Regions from separate parts of the Mus musculus genome. Here all the other regions are linked to region 3. A link is a contact called in public Hi-C and promoter capture Hi-C data. All regions are on one chromosome and are shown on one strand. Each heading gives the region's core, a stretch centred on a gene start, on an enhancer-like site or on the middle of the called end of the contact. The rest is flanking DNA. Distances are from core to core; before and after follow the strand shown.

Region 1 (3,795 bases), core at 372-2,871, 39 kb after region 3:
GAATTCCCCTTCTGAGTCCCACAGACCTTCCCGGAACACGAGAGAGCATGTGTGCTGCAGTCATCTGCCTTTTAGGTCTGTGTCCAAAATAAACTCAGCCCAAGCAAGACTGAGTAAAATAGCTAACAAAAAACACCAGTGAAATCTCAATGTTACATTTACCAGCAGAGCTACTGCAGGAAACAGCCTAAAACGTTACTTAACCACCCCATTCAATAAACTCAGCAGAAGCCAAGTTTGAGTGGTAAAAGTCTGTGATCTCAGCAGAGGCAGGAGGATCACTGTAAGCTAGAGGACAATTTGGTCTACACTGCAAGTTCAAGGCCAGTTAACGAGAGGTAGCCAGATCTAGTCTCAAAAAGACAAAGAGTAAGAAGGTACTGTCAGCACCTTGCATCTCTTCACCTGTAATTAGATGCACTTGCAGACTAACAGTATGGCTAGAAAGCCTTGCCTGGAGGACCTTTGGCAATAGCCCAGGGGACTCAGGGCAAAGACTACTGAGAAGGTTAAAGTCTTTAAGGAAACAGCAGGCACAAGCAAGCAGTAATTTAAAAAAAAAAAATACCGGTCAGCAGGAGACTGCCCTAAGCACTTTACCTGTATTAACTAACAACACCAACAGCCCTGACAGACCCAACCTTCACCACCACCACCACCACCACCCCATCCCCCCACCCCACCTTTAAGTGTGGACCGCAGGAAAGCTTAAGGAGCCTGAACCAAAAGTTAACACAGCCAAGAAGTAAGGAGACTTGGTCAGGGTGGAGAATGCCACGGTGGACAACGTGGACAGTTTCCCGTGGTTTCCCCACGGGTCACATGGAAGCTCTCGGATGCCCACCGGCCCTCACCAGCTCTTCTCCCATATTTTGCTTTTGCTGCCTTAAATCACACCGTTGAAAACCAAGGGATAACCGAGTGTCTCCATTTTATACAGCGGAAACTCTACTTCTGAGGATGCCCTTCCAAATATGATGTATCCAAGAAACGGACAAAGAATCCAAAGGTGGAATATCAAACAAATGAGTTTGCAAACTACCCGGCCTAGGACGCCGCTGAGAAGGGGAGTATCCATCGCGTGCAAGTGTCCCTGAACGAGGCCTTGGAAGGCGCAGGGTCCCAGGCTGCACACACAGCCGGACAACCGAGCAGCACTCAACCGCGAGGCCTGAGGCCTTCGGGCAGACCGCGCAGCTCCCGCAGCCGCTGGGCTGACAGGGCGCTGCGCTGCAGGGCACCCGGGGCTCCGGGAGGGCACTGCGGTCGCACCCCCCGGCCGGCCGGCCGCGGAAGGGTGGTCCGGTGTCCCGGGTGGCGGTGAAGAGCCGAGGCCCGTGATCGTCGGCGCCTATGCTGAGCCGGGAGCCCTCCCGGTCTCCTCGGGATACCGGGTTCCCTCCCCGGGCTCGCCGCTGCGCCCTCCCCGCAGGCTGCTCCAGCCCCGTAGGTCGCCGTCCGAGCCCCCTCGCACGCCCGCGCACAGCGGGCCGCCGTAACCCCTGACCCTGCCAGCACCCCGGCTTACCGGCTCCGCCACCTCCACACACGCCGCGCCGGCGACTCCATATCCCAGGAGCCAGCGGCGACCCAGTCAACCTCCTGCCCTCCCGTGATTGGCCGGCCGGGCGGGAGCCCCCCTCTCCTGATTGGCTGGACTCCTGCAGCTGCGGGATTGCGTGGCCGGCGGACCGGGAACGGAGGCTCCGCCCATCCGAGCTGCCTGGGGGCGGGGCCTGAGCGGGGGCGGGGCTGATCCGGAGGCGTGATTCCGCCGGGCGCGCCACGGTCCTCGCAGTTCAAACCTTCGGCGTTCTTATATTGGCAACTCCCATCCCCGGAATGCTCGGGACATATACATTTTTGTCATAGTTCCCGCCACTTCCTTTTAGGCAGCTACACGCCTTTTTCCTCCTAAGAGATGATAACTCCGAGAAACAGCTACACTCGATCCTAAGGCGCCATGGCAGTCCCTATTAGCTTCTTGAGCCACTGCTCGGTGCCCACTGACGCGCCAAGAACACCCCACGCCTGGGAGGAACCGAGAAACTTCGACCAGTGGAGCCAGTTCGGCTGCACCCGTCGTCCTACTCCCAAGACTCACAGTGATCCCACCTGGCTCTGTCTCTTCTCCACACATTTTATCCTGCCTGCCCCCAAAACAGTCCCACTCCATCCCCGGCCTCAGCCTCACCTCTTCGCAGTTTTATGACCTGACAACCCCCCGCCCCAAGTTGCCACCGAAAAGGACTTCTCGATTTCCCCTACAACAGTATAGATGACAGCCCTGTTTTCTTCATATAGAAACTGCCGGGAGAAATGTTCATTATTTGGTAAGAACGGAGATAGGAAGAAAGGGTAAACCCTAAAGATGGAAACTTTAAAAAAAAAAAAAAAATGACAGCAAAAGCAAACAGAAAGGCCCCTGGCTGGGGCTGCTGCTCTTCATACAGAATCGTCACCTGAAAGAAGAGAAACTACAAATTAATCTTGGCCGCCTCTCCAGCTCATCCGTGGCGTTGGAGAAAGGCTTCTTAAATGCCTTCGAGCCCAGAACCTTTCTTCTGGGACCTTCCGCTGCATCTAGAAAAGAAAGGGGCGAGATCTGTTTGTGTCAGCGTCCAGGTGTGCTCCTCGGCTGGCCAGCGTCCCTGGGCTGTGGCCACTTACTTAGCTCACAGTTGGGAGCAGCTGCTGCCGCCCTTGGCTGCTTCTTCCCCATGGTGCAGGACTGGTTTGGCTTTTCAGAGCAGCGCAGCCTCTATATATGCAGAGGAGTACGCCTCCCCTTGGCTAGAGAGAACACTTAAGGTAGGTCAACACTGAGGGAAAAATTTCAAACCGCACCCTTCAAAGCATAATCAAATTTCATCTTTGACCGGCCATGAGAAGGAGGAATTGTATTTCTGCCACTCCTAGTTATTAGTAAAAATTAATTGAGTTAAAAGTTTTCTTCTGAGATTTCATTTATGTGCCATTCGGCAGGGCAGGACGTGGAGGCGGGCAGTGGGTGCCCTGGCGGTAATGTAGTAAAGCCTTTTGTCTGGAGGCCACTCCCCTGGGAGTTGAAGCTGGGGTTCAGGGACTCACTCCACTGTAGATGAGCAGAGGACTCTGTCCCTGTGAGAAGGGAGGTGGAACCAATTAACCCGAAGCCTTGACAGCCCACATCCATTTTCCACTCAGTACGTGCCACACTGAAGTGATTATAAGACTTCAAAGTAAAGGTGAAAACGCCACCTGGTCTCTCCCTCCAGATCTGAAGGAGCCAAGGGCGGCCATTAGCTAGTCAATCAGTGATCTCCAGGCAGGGGAGCAAAATGGGCAGAACCAGAACTTAGTACCCGACAGAAAAGAAAAAGTCCCGAGGCAGCAAAACAGAAATCCAGGGCAGGGGTTTTTCTGTGTAGTAGGAAGAAAGCTTACAGAAAGAAGGGGGGCGGGGGGGTTGCCTCCTGGAAACAACTGGTGTACTTACCTAAGAACGAACAGAAAGAGCCGCTGACTCAGATTGCCGACACAGGCTGCACATTTAAGCAGCATGTCGGTTCTGGAAACCATGAGTTTTCTGAGCAGCGTCCCAGAGAAGAGTCTCCGTGCCTGCTCAACTCCTGCAAGTCCCAGGTTAAGAAGTGATCTGCTTCCAACTGTGGTAGCTATCAGACAGTTGCCTAAGGCAAAGTTGCCTTTGCAGATTAAGCTGAGGACAACTTGTCCTCAGAAAATAGAAGTGCCCATAAAACCATCCATGAAATCAAATCTGGCAGAGGAAAGATTTGAATTTATGAATTCTAG
Region 2 (3,643 bases), core at 921-3,420, 60 kb after region 3:
GCACACTCACACGCACACACACACATCCACCGCACACACATATATGCATGCGCACACGTGCTATATACATAATTTAAAATAAAATCTCAATAAAACTACATTTTATGAGTTGGCATAGGAACCCTGCTTTTCCTTGCATATCCCTGCAACCTCAGTGCATGTGTTGCAGAGTGCTCTATTGTATTTATTTGTTTACTTTGGTTTTGTTGAGACAGGGTTTCAGTGTGTATCCCCAGTTGTCTTCAAACTCCTAAGTAGACTAAGTAGACTAGGCTGGCCTCAAACTCACAGAGATCTGCCTCCCTCTGACTCCTGAGCTCTGGGATTAAAGGCCCACACCATCATGACAGGCAAAAACTTCACTCTTGATCCAGGGCAGGGATTTACAACATTTGGCTAATGTCCCCTTTGGGATCCAACAACCCTTTCACATAGGCTGCCTAAGACCATCGGAAAACATAGATATTTACATTACAAATCATAACAGTAGCAAAATTTCTGTTATGAAGTAGCAACAAAAATAATGTTATGGCTGGGGTCACCACAGCGTGAGGAAGTGTATTAAAGGGTTGCCGCTTTACTTTAGAGAGGTTGAGAACTGAAGATCTAGGAGATTTGTACAGAGACAGCAAATGCACTTGGTTTTTATTCTAGCACATGGTGGCTGTGTCTTTTCCGCATTGACTAGGATAAGACCTCACAGTCTTATTTATTAGTCTACTCTTATTATTTTTTTTTTAAGATTTCTTTTTTTCCGAGACAGGGTTTCTCTGTGTAGCCCTGGCTGTCCTGGAACTCTGTAGACCAGGCTGGCCTCGAACTCTCAAAGATTTATTTATTTATTATATATGAGTTCACTGTTGCTGTCTAGAAACACACGCATCAGATCTCATTGCAGATGGTTGTGAGCCACCGTGTGGTTGCTGGGATTTAAACTCAGGAGCAGTCAGTGTTCTGAACCACTGAGCCATCTCTCCAGCCCTAGCCTAGTCTAGTCTTAAAAGAACTCGTGCATAGGAATTGAAGATGGAGAAAGGGGGTGGCAGATCCAGGTCATCGAGTTCCCAGAATGAAGCAGGGTCTGTTGTGTAAACAAAGATTTTACCAGGTCATGGGGACTAAAATATGTGCACAGAAGTCTTATGAGGTAAGAAAGAAGGTTTGCGTTCTTTGCCCTAAACACAAGTTTTATAATATTTGGTGGCAGAGACTCATGTTTAATATGACTAACACTATTAATCATGGACTTTGAGGTTTCAGAATCCCTTACTGAGGCTGGAGAGATAGCTCAGTGGCTGAAGGTCCTGAGTTCAAATCCCAGCAACCACATGGTGGCTCACAAACATCCATAATGAGATCTGATGCCCTCTTCTGGTGTGTCTGAAGACAGCTACAGTGTACTTAGATATAATAATAAATAAATCTTTATAAAAAAAAAACTCTCTTCCTCTCCCCTCACCTCCAACAGGTATAGCTGGGTGGTGGTGGCACACACCTTTAATTGGAGGCAGAGGCAGAGGCAGAGGCAGAGGCAGAGGCAGAGGCAGAGGCAGAGGCAGAGGCAGAGGCAGAGGCAGAGGCAGAGGCAGAGGCAGAGGCAGAGGCAGAGGCAGAGGCAGAGGCAGAGGCAGAGGCAGAGGCAGAGGCAGAGGCAGGTGGATCTCTGTGAGTTGGAGGCCAGCCTGATCTAGAGAGTGAGTTCCAGGCCAGCTGGGGCTATGCAGAGAGGCCCCGATTCAAAACAAACAAAAAAATAATTTATGTTTGTGCATATATCTATATAGACATAGATACACTTACCTGTGTAAGTACAAACATGTGTTATATGTATTTCTATACAATACATACATGCGCAACAGAATCTTCCCTTTAGGGTGGAAGCTCATTATATTCCTTGTTTTAAAATGTCCCATGGCAGGAAATGCCTGCTTACCACAACGCCGCTGGCTCTCTGTAACTTGGCCAAAGTATCTACCTGATTACAGTATCTCTAGATGATAACATTTTGCTACTGCATGGGGAGGCCTGACAGCGATCTCCTTATCACTGGGGGGAAAGAAAGCCAGTAAATGCCTTTGAGTCAGATCAGATCCAGAACCCAACTGCAGCTAACCTAGAGGCAGCTCAGTTTCCCTGTCCTCTGATAGCCCCTAAAGACAGTAGCCTGGACCAGCGTGGGTTCGATCCGAGAAGAAAAGCTACCAGTCATGACGCGTAAGGGTGCTTGTCACAGAGCTATGACCTTAAACAACATGAAAGCTGGTGTTGGGGGCGGGGGCGGGGGTGGGGGGGTGGGAGGGAAGGAGAGGAAGCAAGGGAGGGAGGGGGTGTTTGTGTGGCGCGCGCGCGCGCGCGCGTGTGTGTGTGTGTGTGTGTGTATGTGTGTGTGTGTGTGTGTGTGTGTATTCACCGGCAGAGAAGGTGGGTTTCCTGCTTTATAGCCCTCTCGCCTCATTTCCTTGCGACAGTCCCTCCCTCACTGACCCGGGATTGGCTGGCAAGCAGCAAGCATTCTCTTGTCTCTAAAGCCCACAGCGCTGCGTCACGGGCATGCATAGCCACGCCCATCTTTTTCCCTGGGCGCTGCAGACTTTCTGGGTTTTGCTGCCCATATTCACAGCAAGCCTTAACCTATTTTGGTCCGTCCTTGTCTAGAAACACCTCCACAGACACTGAGAAGTGCAGTTCGCTAACAGCTCCTCAGCGTTCCTGTGTCCTAGACTAAGTACTGCAGACTCTAACTAGTCTACAGTTGCTTCTCTTATCCGAAGCCTCAGTTTCCCCTGCAGTGAAATGAGGGGATTTTAAAGTCATTTTAGAACACTGGCAGTCAGGCCAGCATACATGAACCAAGGCCACTGCCTCCCAGCCGGTCTGCCTCTGCTGTGGAGGGCGGTCTTTCCATTTCATTTTCTGCTTGTTCAAATGCAAACAAACAAGGGAACAAATATGTAAATAGAGCAAGAAGCTTGCCTTCTTAAAGGGTATTCGGTTTCCATACAAACAGAGAAGCCAGGCGTTTAACAGTAAAGCCGGAAAGGAAAGTGGAAATCAAGATCGCAGGAAGGTTACGGAGTGTTCAGAGTCCCCCGGGAAACGAGACGGAAATGGGGATTGGTGGTGTTATGCCTGCCTGGTGTGTGTGGCACTGAAAACTCATCACTGAGAAACGTGATGCAGGAATACAAGCCCCTGTTGCAAACCTGCTGGCTTTTACCTAGGTAAGTACGATCAAACCTTCAGACAGAGCTGGCGATGCCAACCGGCACTGCCTGCTCCCCAGAGGACCTGGGTTTGATTCCTAGCACAACCACCTGTAACTCTGGTTTCAGGGGATCGGATGCCTTCTTCTGGCTTCCTCGGACAAAGTGTGCACATGGTATACAGACATACACCCAAGGAAAACACCCATAAAATAAAGAAAAAGAAAAACTATCAAATGTTTAATCCTGTTTTTATTTGCATATTTAGGGGACGGTGGCTGTCTGTTGAGGGGTTTTCTTTTGTCAAGCCTGGGGTTTGGTGTATGCTAGACAAGCACTCTACAGCTGAGCTATACCCTGGCTCAAAAGATTGCTTCTCCTCAAATAAAATAAAATAAAATAAAATAAAAATATAAATAAATCAATTGGTCACAATTTAC
Region 3 (3,455 bases), core at 50-2,549:
CTCACATTTTATTCACTTGTGTGTTGAGTCGGGGTCTCACTGCCCAGTGCTAGCCTCAGACCCCCTATGTAGCCAAGGATGGCTCTGAACTTTGGACTTTGCTGACTCTGCCATCTGAATGCTGAGATCACAAGTGTGTGCCACCACGCCTGGTTTGTGTGGTGCTGAGAACCAAACCAGGGCTTTGTGCGTGCTAGGCAGACACTCTACCAACTAAGCCACCTTTCCAGCTCCGAGAATGTCGTTTCAACACAGCGAGTCCCGCTAAAAAGAAAACATTTTGGCTTGAATGCTAGGCAGCATCAATTCTAGTTATTTTAGTATTTCACTCTAAAGCTTTTTGCAGCTTCTGCCTCAGTTTACTGCCCTGCGGTGCTACAAGAAGAATCCATGGAGCCTTTATCTTCTGTGCACAGAAAGACCACAGTGGGCAGTCTTGGGAGAAGTGAACGATCTAGACAACTAGGTACCCATGCCTTGACAAGGGAGAGAGGCCAGAGGGAAACTACATCTGATACTTGACTCTTCCTTTCGGAATTCATCGCCAAGAATTCTCGGAAGCTTCAACACAGCCCTCGGACTGCTGGCGTCATCTGCCTCATCTCAGAGCTAATTCACCTGCTGCTTCTAATCCCCAGAGCAGGGTTCCATCAGTCATGCATATTCCCTGGGGTGCTGAGCACAGGCAGGTGCTGAATTCGTGACTGGCTAACTAAGATACTTGTGTTTGACCAAACTTGCCTAGCTTTTCCCAAGATTGGTTCTGTTGTTGAGGCAAGATTTCATGCAGCTCAGACTGGCCTCCGCCCACAGTGTAGCCAAACACCGGGATGAACTTTCGATCCCCCTGCCTCTGCGCACCGACTGCTACCACTGCTGCCATGTGTCACCGACTTCAGCCAACATGAGTTCAGCCGGCCCTGGTGGCACACACTTTTAATCCCAGCACTTGGAAGGCAGAGGCAGGCAGACCTCTATAGTTCAAAGCCAGCCTGGTCTATGTGGTGAGTTCTAGGACATTCAGGGCTACACAGAGAAACACTTGACTCAAGAAAACAAACAAAACAAAAACTTTAATTTGGGGATGGTGTTATGACAGCTTAAGTTCAAAGTATTATTGTCTTTTAAATTTATGTTTTTTTTTACAGAATTTGTGTTTTTATGAGTTTGGGTTTGTGTGTGCACATGTGCATATGCCTGCGTCGATGCTGATCCAAAATACTTAAGTGTTATTTGATTCTGCAGCCGCTGGGTGAGCGGAGCCTTGCTTACTGAGTTTTGTTTGTCCTTTTCTTTTGCAATAGTGTGCTCGTTTTGGAAAAGTGTGTGGGAAAATGTCAGTGTTTGCTTCTCACGGACACTACTGATTGTGGGTGACTTTCTTCTCCAGGTGTTCTCTACTCTATGTATAAGGACTATATCAGACCTCGGTTCTTCAATGTACCCAAAAAGTAAAGCCAGAAGCTGGAAGCAAGGACGGCCGGCTCCTTCAGTGCTAGCATCAGAAAAAGGAATTCTCATTGTGTTCTGAATCATGCTACAACGTGTAACTCACACAGAATCCTCATAGAATCTGTATCTCACGATGCTAAGCGGTTGCTCTCTAAATCCTCTCGGTTAGCTGAAAATTACCCTGCTGCTGTCTTTTTCTGACTTAGGCCCCCTGGAGTTCCAGACTTTGTGCACACAGGCAGCAGCGGTTCCTGCACCAACAGGCTCTGACAGACTTCTAAACAGGTTCTTAGCAAAAATGTGGCCCCCTTCCTTCACTCAGCAAGCAGTGCAGACCAAGTGTGTTTTCTTAGAAAAGGGATCCAGAGGAGGCAAGGTGGCTCAGGAATGAAGATGCTTGCTGCCAAGCCTGGCCTCAGTGCGCACCTTGGAACCCAAATAGTGGAAGAAGAGAATGAAGCCGAGGTTATCCTCTGAGCCCCACACGTGTGTGCATCCACACAAGCAAGCAAATGGCTGTAGAAAGGGGGTGGGACTGGCTCTTGCAGAGCACCATGGCAGCTCACAACCCCTGCCCAGAGTATGTATACAGTGTGCATGCCTACATGTGGGTAAATACTCACACACACCCAAATAAATAAATCTTCAGAAAAGAGAAGGAAAATGGCTTTTCAAAACAGTAGGGCATGATGCCGGCCTAAAACTCTAGGATCCGGAGGCAGGACGGTCACAAGTTCCAGGCTAGTCTGGGGTATACTGTGAAACCCTTTGTGAGTGGTGGGGCAGGATCTTACTGTGCAGCAGTGTCTGTGTTCAAAACTGCAATCCCTCTGCCTCACCTCTTCTGCATGGAAGACACCTCTCCCAAAGCCTACTTTGTAATGTTACTGAGTGAAGGGAAAGAATGTATCTGTTACTTACACAGCACTGCCAACTGTGGATCTAGCAATAGCCGCAACCCATGCAAACTTGCAAACTTGGATGATGTCCCCTTGTACCAAGGAAAAGATGTGCGATGATGCTCTTGCGTTCCCCTGGGCTGGGTAAAGTGGGGGGGGGGGGAATCCACTGCAGGAGGCTGCTAAGTAGGGTCCCTCTACACAGACACTCCTTAACACTTGACTCTGTAAAATACTTCAGTGGCCTAATGCCGTGTCCCAAACATGGTATCTTCATTGGCTACCACACCGCCAGCCTGCATGTTCTCCACCTGTCCTTCACAGTATGGTGGGCACACAGTCATGTAGCGGGAACTCACTACTAATTATTTAGCTGCATTGCCGCTGACTCCGGCCTACACGGCCAGAGCATCCTTTCTTAATTAAACGGCACAGTGTTTAATCCCAGGGAACAGTGAACACGAATAGTTTTCTCTATATTCACTGACTATGCTTATGCTTGCAGGCTGTAACATGTCCTCAAAATGTTCTTGTGTGGGAGGCCTGGTCCCAGCGTGCAAGCTTGAGTCAGGGGAGTCTCTGAAGAGGTAGGGTCTAGGGAGAGATGGTCAGGTCAAGGGGAGGGACTGGCCATTCTTATGGAACTATGTTTTCATGAGGGCAAGCTGTTATCAAAGACAGCCCCTCTAGGGAACTAAGGTTTTAGGTCAGCTGTTGGGGAGGTTGGGGAGGGGGGAGACTATGAATGAATGAATGAATGAGTGAATGAATGAACAAATGATCTCTTGGTCCCCTGGTATGTTCTCTTCCTCTTGCTACTGCCTCACTTGGTACCATCCACCATGGGGCAAGAGTCCCTCAGTAGAAGTGCTAGCTAGCCCCATGTCTTTGAACTATACTGTGAGCTAAATACACTTCTTTTCTGATAAAGTACCCTGTTCTTGGGTATTTTAAGAAACAGATTAATACTGCTCTATAATGCCACTATATACAGAAGCCCAGACTTGTTACCATATAGTAGAAAATTATGATTGTTACTGGTTCATTGTTTTGGGTATTTTGCGTGCGCTCATGCAAGAAGCTACCAGAGGGCACTGGATTCCC

Evidence for each region. Promoter capture Hi-C pulls out the DNA fragments that hold promoters and counts their contacts. Hi-C and Micro-C count contacts between places; a contact is called where the count stands out from the background.
Region 1: a contact with region 3 is called in a promoter capture Hi-C map of liver, with 2.6 times the contacts expected there. The contact joins the promoter of Slc11a2 here to the enhancer-like site in region 3. A contact is called at or near these places in 18 of 39 promoter capture datasets (the 3T3-L1 cell line, 3T3-L1-derived adipocytes, the HPC-7 cell line and 11 more), 6 of 484 Hi-C or Micro-C datasets (bone marrow-derived macrophages, fetal liver, liver and 1 more), 10 of 115 datasets of contacts at active chromatin or transcription factors (the HPC-7 cell line, the SCID.adh cell line, embryonic fibroblasts and 4 more) and 2 of 9 other capture datasets (adipose tissue and pancreatic islet).
Region 2: a contact with region 3 is called in a Hi-C map of liver, with 2.3 times the contacts expected there. The contact joins two enhancer-like sites. A contact is called at or near these places in 5 of 39 promoter capture datasets (the 3T3-L1 cell line, the HPC-7 cell line, hippocampal neurons and 2 more), 4 of 15 datasets of contacts at CTCF or cohesin (the G1E-ER4 cell line, large pre-B cells, pro-B cells and 1 more), 115 of 484 Hi-C or Micro-C datasets (the 63-12 cell line, the AML12 cell line, the AtT-20 cell line and 65 more), 12 of 115 datasets of contacts at active chromatin or transcription factors (the 230-238 cell line, CD8 T cells, the HPC-7 cell line and 8 more) and 2 of 9 other capture datasets (embryonic stem cells and macrophages).

What each region holds. Positions count from the first base shown.
Region 1 is chr15:100,421,434-100,425,228 of GRCm38.p6, forward strand. Slc11a2 (solute carrier family 11 (proton-coupled divalent metal ion transporters), member 2) reads right to left here and starts at 1,622. Exons shown (of 17, transcript NM_008732.2): 1 at 1,529-1,622. It overlaps Gm5475 (predicted gene 5475), which reads left to right and starts at 1,760. Exons shown (of 3, transcript NR_040351.1): 1 at 1,760-2,811.
Region 2 is chr15:100,441,216-100,444,858 of GRCm38.p6, forward strand. The region is part of intron 1 of 5330439K02Rik (a long non-coding RNA gene); the gene reads right to left. Among named protein-coding and RNA genes, the nearest start is that of Gm5475, 20 kb to the left of the region's middle. Within about 2 kb of position 2,171, at least 311 of the 459 cell types and tissues checked have an H3K27ac peak or open chromatin away from gene starts, as enhancers often do. A contact at or near this core is called in hepatocytes and liver, where this site is marked.
Region 3 is chr15:100,382,337-100,385,791 of GRCm38.p6, forward strand. Methig1 (methyltransferase hypoxia inducible domain containing 1) reads left to right here. Exons shown (of 4, transcript NM_001024672.3): 4 at 1,391-2,099. The coding sequence ends at 1,455. It overlaps Higd1c (HIG1 domain family, member 1C), which reads left to right. Exons shown (of 4, transcript NM_001002900.1): 4 at 1,391-1,619. The coding sequence ends at 1,455. Among named protein-coding and RNA genes, the nearest start is that of Higd1c, 19 kb to the left of the region's middle. Within about 2 kb of position 1,300, at least 4 of the 459 cell types and tissues checked have an H3K27ac peak or open chromatin away from gene starts, as enhancers often do. A contact at or near this core is called in hepatocytes and liver, where this site is marked.